Regions from separate parts of the Mus musculus genome. Here region 1 is linked to region 2. The links are chromatin contacts, called in public HiChIP or PLAC-seq maps. All regions are on one chromosome and are shown on one strand. Each heading gives the region's core, a stretch centred on a gene start, on an enhancer-like site or on the middle of the called end of the contact. The rest is flanking DNA. Distances are from core to core; before and after follow the strand shown.

Region 1 (3,202 bases), core at 480-2,979, 500 kb after region 2:
GTCATAGGTTTGAACACTTGATCCCCAGTTGGTGAAACTATTCCCATCAACCACACAGCAGCTCACAACCGTCTTTCTGTATGGGGACAGGTTAGGAGGTATGGCCTAGTTGGAGGAAGGGTGTCACTGGGGGCAGACTGCGACATTTCAAAAGACCTACACCATTCCTGGTATCTCTCTCCATCTCCCACTTATAGTAAAGATGTGAGCGCTCAGCTGTTTCTGCTGCCGTGGTTTTTTTGCCCTGCCATCAAGGCCTCTAACTCTCTGAAACCATAGGCGCAGTTAAAGGCTTTATCAATGGCCTTGGGCATAGTGTTTTCTCACAGAAATAGGAATGAAAAGTAACTGAGACAATTTCCTTCATCAAACCGTCAACAAAATAAACTTTAGATACTGCTGAACCTGCACTTTCTACTCTGCGGGAAGATAATAATTATACATAATATACTTTATAATATAACACAGTCTTACAGCCATACATATCATGGCTCCCAGTTTAGGGTCTTTATGTGATTCCTGAGTGTGCAAATAAATGAGTGGGTTTCTGATTCTTGTGCCTTTTCTTTTCCTCCTGTTTGTTTTGTTCAATTCTGAATGTGTTAGCTTTTGTTTTATCTTTTTATTCTGTATTCTATTATTATCCCTTAGATGCTATTTTCTACTGAGAGACAGAAAGCAGGTGAATCCAATGTGAGGAGGGGAAGGAACGGGAAACTGGAATCGGGATATATTATGTGAGGGGGAAAATTATTTTCAATAAAAGGAAAAAAATAAAGAAAAGAAACAGCTGAGAGAAAACATGAACAAAAGCAGTCATATGCTCAGAGGTCATGAGATGAGAGCCAGCAGGTGGGTCAAAGACCTGGCAGTGCAAACTGTCACTCTGCATGAGACAGCTGCTAAAGATAAAGGACAGAGGATTCCAGCACAGACTGAAAACAAAAAATACTAAAATGGAAGCAAATATGTTAATTAAAATGAAGGACAAACAGAAGACTAAACTAACTAGACAGGAAACACAAAGAACAAAGGACAAAAGACTAAAATAATAAACTACTAAGATTGAGCAGGGTGGGGGGGCGAGCTGAGTGAAGGTGGTTAGCTGCAGGAAGCTCTACAGGAAGGAAGAGATAGAATGGGGAACGGCTGGTGAAGGGCACAAAACTACAAAGGAAAGTGAGTAGAGGGAACACATCCCCAGGTCAGCAGAGGCCAAGAGGCTAAATAGAAGCATGGTGTCCAGGCTAGACAGCAGGCTCAGTAGAGTCTACAGAGTGGCAAGTGGGCTGCCTCCTGCCTGCCACAGTCAGGGAGCAGGGCAGCAGTCTGCTATCAGGAGTGACATGCTCCTGACGCACGGGGCTCTGGTTATAGCCTTGGCTTTGTAGTGACTCCTTGATACACCTGAAGATGGATTCTTTTAATGGATGCTACATATCACAATAAACAACAACATATTTTAAGAAAGACTTTAAACAAGCTGGGTATTGTGGCTCATGCCTTTAATCTCAGCACTACGGAGGCAGAGGCTGGTGGATCTCTAGACCAGCCCTGTCTACAAAGAGAGTTCCAGGCCAGCCAAGGCTACTAAGTGCTACCTGGTCTCAAAACAGCAGCTGCAGCAGCAGATTGACAGTAGATATCTAAAACACTTAAAGCTACAACTGGGGCTGAGGAGAAGGGTGAGGGTAGGAGCCCTGGCTGCTCTAACACCTGTCTGTCACTCCAGCTCAGGGTGATTGAGACTCCCTCTCCTGGTCTCTGGGAGCACTGCACATACAGTGCATAGACCTACATGCAGGCAAAACACCCATGCACATAAAGACAAATAAACAGAACACAAACCCAAACGAAACAAACCTGTAATTTTACTTCTGAAAATGCTTGTTATTGGAAAAGTTATTCAGCAAGCCTTCCTGAAAGTTCTGACATGGAGGGCAGTCAGGGCTAGAAAATTTTACTACTTTTTAGTGTAAATTCTGAGCTTTTTGACAGTCTCAGAGCCTTTGGGATCAGACAAGTCTCTCTCTCTCTCTCACACACACACACACACACACACTCACTCACACTCACACTCACATACTTTCCATGAAGAAATAGTTCAGTTCTGAGAAAGCACACAAACACTACTTCATTTTCAGACACAAATGGCATACTTGTATGTGTAATGTCAACGGTCACTTACTTGATCAAGATTTGAAAGACTGTTGGGATCCTGGCTCAGACCTTGGTACTGTCCCCTGAGTCTGTCTCCAGCAGCTATTTTCCTAAACTTCTTCAGATCCACGACATACAGCGCACTGAGTGGAGAGGAGACACTTGTTACAGACAAACCATCAATTGATGTCAACAATGAACCCAACTGAATGGTGGGAGAGGTCATGGATGGAACAGGCCAGTGTCCCAGAGAGAGAGTGGAAGATGCCGCAGAGGGCGCATGCACATGGCCAAGAGGATCACACACCTGCAGGCTATGGCCTGCTCTGACGGCTCACTTTGGCCAGCTTTTTATTTTGTTGTCTTACAAGGAAACTAATTTCTGAGGCAAGATTTCTATCTAGGGGCTGGAGAGATGGCTTGGTGGTTAAGAGCACTGACTGCTCTTCCAGAGAACCTGAGTTCAATTCCCAGCAGCCACATGGTGGCTCACAACCATCTGTAATGGGATCTGATGCCCTCTTCTGGTGTGTCTGAAGAGAGCAACAGTATATTCACACACATAAAATAAATATAAGAAAGACAAAAAGAAATCTGGCTAACTCAAAAGATCCAGTGATAAAGATCACTGAAACTGATAAATGATAACAATTTGCCACCACTATCCTGACGACATCTTAAGATAACAGGAGAGGAGCAGGCAGGGTTCCAATTCTCTGCAGCCAAGAAACACGGAATAAAACTGAAGTCACCGCAGCCATCATTCATCTCTGTGTGTGCTCATTTTAACAAGGAGTTACTTAGGGCCCTGAGGATTGTCGCAGAGGTTAGGAGCCCTGGCTACCCTTCTAGAGGATCAGAGTTTGGTTCCCTTCATGCACACAGTGGCTCACCATCTTCTGTAACTCCAGTTTCAGGGACTCTGACATCTTCTGGCCTTCATGCAGGCAAAATACTCATACACATAAAATAAGTCAATCTTTTCTTTTTTTAAAAAAGATGTATTTTTTGTTTTTTTTTTTGTAAATGTGTATGGGTGTTT
Region 2 (3,327 bases), core at 102-2,601:
CCCATGGAAAACATGTCACACTCACACATGACACTTCCCTTTACCGTAGTAAGTGCTTCTGCATGACTCCATACGGGGAATTCTGATAAAACATGGTATGAACCACAGTGATGGTCACTGCTCCAAAAACATATTCATCCCCCACCACCACCCTCTAAAATTACACTGCAAGGTTAGCATTCTGAGCTGTGACGGTCCCGTGGAGCTCCTCTCCATCTGCAACATGTCTCCCCGTCCATGCACTACAGTTATGGCCTCCACCTGGAATGTTAGATGGAATTAGAAAGTGGAGGGTGGTGTGAAAATCATTGCTGAACTGGAAGGCACAGTCATGCTTTCCCACTCCCACAGAGCATGGTCACCCATCTTAGGATCTGTCCACTGAGTGGTTAGCTTTTCAAACATGAAACTACTATACATACATACATACATACATACATACATACATACATAGTACATACATAGTTTCAAAGAGACATACATATATAGTCTTCTTGAAACTACTATACATACATGCATGCATATATGTCAAGGAGACCATTCAGAAAGAAGAGCTAGAAGGAGGCAAAGATCGGGTAAGCTGGAAAGAGAAGAGGCTGGAAGCCACAGTTCTATGAGGAGTAAAAGGAGAAGGTCTTGAGATCCCTGACATCTTGTAACCTGGATCCTTTCTTCCAAGTTCCCTGATGATGGGGAAAGCTACAGGCAGACACAAGATCCAACTGAACAGGTGCTAGGGCCACAGATGATCCTACTATGATGCAGCAAGCAGTAGGTGCCTGTCTTGGGGAATCTGGGACAGGTTTTTGTTTCACTGCACTGACTTTTGAGAGACCAGTGATTGAGCCAAGTGCACAGTTCTTGTTCATTAAAAGGGAGTCATTAAAACCAGCAATGAGTCATCAATCGTAGTTAAAATTTAGAAGCCAAATATGCAGATATGAAAGCATCAGGACCAAACACAGCTGGGTCTAAATCTCAGATCCGCTCTGCACACCTGTGAGATTTCCACTGATTTTGCTTCCTTATCTATTTCTTTTTGCTTCTATTCCCCATTTAGCTTTTCCTCACCATTCTTACTGATGAAATGGAAGTGACACTGTAACAGGCTCCCAGACCTTAGCACAACTGACTCCACGACAGAAGTACCATTGAAGCCATAAAACTCAGCACTTAGACAGCACCACCTGCCAAAATGAGAACAAAGACCTAATCCATCAAAGTCCATAGCTCTGGGAAAGTCTGTAAATGCACTAACCTTGCTTTTTGGCTTCTGTAGTTCTGCTTCTGGCTTACTGTTCTTGCTAACTGAGGTGTGTCAACCCAGGATGTGGTTTCATGCTTTAAAAGCTCACCCTGAGAAAGGCTCAGAGCTAAACCGGGGCCCCAAACACCCGGTGTAGTTGCCAGTTGGCAGATAAAGACTTGCTATTGGCTTAAATCCATGTCTAAGTAGTCTCTGGCGGATACTCCACAACAACAGTTGCTTCTATTATTTATTATAAAACCTGAAATACACGCTGCTTTCCATATTGATCGAGATATTGTTAAATGAGCCAGGGAAGGGTGCGCAGCTGGTGGGGTGCTTGCCTAGCAGGCACGAAGCCCTTAATGCGATCCCCAGCAGCTGATAAACGTGGTGTGATAGGACACATTGTAATCTGCACACCTATGACCACCACGAGGAGGGGAAGGCAGGTAGATCAGAAATTCAAGATCATCCTTGGCTACACAGTGATACATGAAGGTCCTGCCTCCAAAGCAAAGCAAAACAATCACAGATCACTGAGGTCGTTAAGAATAACTAAATAAGAATAATTAAAATAAATATATAAAATAAAAATATAATTAATTAATTAATTAAATAGTTAAATACAAATACACAATAGTGAAAATACAAGAAAAGGAATCACGTGGAAACTAGTACTATAAGGAAAAACTGCATGTGATTGTAATAGCCCTAATGAAACTCATGGTTTATCAAAAGAAAAGGAGATGAAAGCAGAAGTGAACTAATTGAGCAGAGAAAGAAGATCATTAAGAGTAGGAGTCAGTGAACATGGGAAGGGTCAGGGAGAGCGGGAGGGACCACTAGAGTAGGAGAGGTCAGTGAGAGTGGGAGGGCCAATGGGAGGGGCCAGGCAGATTGGGAGGGGTCAGTGAGAATGGGAGGGGGCAGTGAGAGTAGGAGGGGGCAGTGAGGGTGAGAAGGGTTAAGAGAATAGTAGGGAGTGACTATGATCACAATGCACTATATACATGTATAACAATATTATAATGCTCATTGTTATCTACAATTAATATATGCTAATATAATATATATAATGTAAAAAAGGGGAAAAACAGCACAAAAGCATTATATTCTAGTCATGTTAGTGAAATTTTAGTGCATGTCAGTGTTAATTCCAACACGAATTCTGGATAGTTCATGAGCTCCCGGGTGCTGTGCTTTCTGCTCTCTGCCTTTTAGTTTAGAGGCTTACAGCAGGCCCTGTGAGTGACTTTGAAGTTAACACCAACCACTTCAACAACAAAGAGACCAAACAGGCTAGGTGGCCAGAAGACGACTTCTTGAGAAAGCAGGCCTGAAAGATGATCTGCATTTTTCTTTAAAGAATAGAGAACAGACAATTCTGTGCACAAAAGAGACAAAGTGAACCCAGTTCAGGCTCCCAGGAGGAAGGGCCTGCCGGATCCACGACTCTAGAGTCTAAGGGACAGGTCTTTCAATCTCTTCCCAGTGAACTGCTAGGAACTTTAGAAATCCAGATGCCTGCTCTCTCACAATCCATAAGCGCGGTCTCTGAGGTGGGACTCAGGTACTAGCATTTTATAAATATGTCCACTGACAGCAACTCATGTTATGAGTGACTAGAGGTCATGCGGTGCTAATCACCTTCATCACCTACAGCTGGAAAACATGGCTCTACAAGCTAGGATCATGCCTGAATGATACCCAAACCTCCCTGGAGAGCAATGTTCATGGCCCAGAGCTACTCGGTTTCCATAGCATCTCTGGCCCTAAGGATATTATCATGTCTCTGTAGCTGCTCTCTCCTTATCAGAATAGCAATGAGTCCAGGTGTATACAAAGAGCAGTACCCTGCCCCTTCCATCTGGCGAGCAAGAGGTAGTCCTGCAACACCTTAACACTACGTATGTCTTAATTGAGGTTTTATTACTGTAAAGAGACACCATGACTTAAGCGACTCTTATAAAAGACAACATTTAATTGAGGCTGGCTTATAGTTTGGGAGGTTCAGTCCATTATCATCGTGGTAAGAAGCAAAGCAGCATCCAGGCAGACGTGGTGCTGGAGAAGGAACT

What was found. HiChIP or PLAC-seq counts read pairs in DNA pulled down with a chosen protein or histone mark.
Region 1: an H3K27ac HiChIP or PLAC-seq map of T-cell acute lymphoblastic leukemia shows a contact between it and region 2, with 2.1 times the contacts expected there. The contact joins two enhancer-like sites.

What each region holds. Positions count from the first base shown.
Region 1 is chr1:36,147,857-36,151,058 of GRCm38.p6, forward strand. Uggt1 (UDP-glucose glycoprotein glucosyltransferase 1) reads right to left here. Exons shown (of 41, transcript NM_198899.2): 38 at 2,189-2,303. Among named protein-coding and RNA genes, the nearest start is that of Mir6897, 5.1 kb to the left of the region's middle. Within about 2 kb of position 1,730, at least 36 of the 459 cell types and tissues checked have an H3K27ac peak or open chromatin away from gene starts, as enhancers often do. A contact at or near this core is called in T-cell acute lymphoblastic leukemia, where this site is marked.
Region 2 is chr1:35,652,155-35,655,481 of GRCm38.p6, forward strand. No RefSeq gene overlaps it. Among named protein-coding and RNA genes, the nearest start is that of Gm25634, 110 kb to the right of the region's middle. Within about 2 kb of position 1,352, at least 57 of the 459 cell types and tissues checked have an H3K27ac peak or open chromatin away from gene starts, as enhancers often do. A contact at or near this core is called in T-cell acute lymphoblastic leukemia, where this site is marked.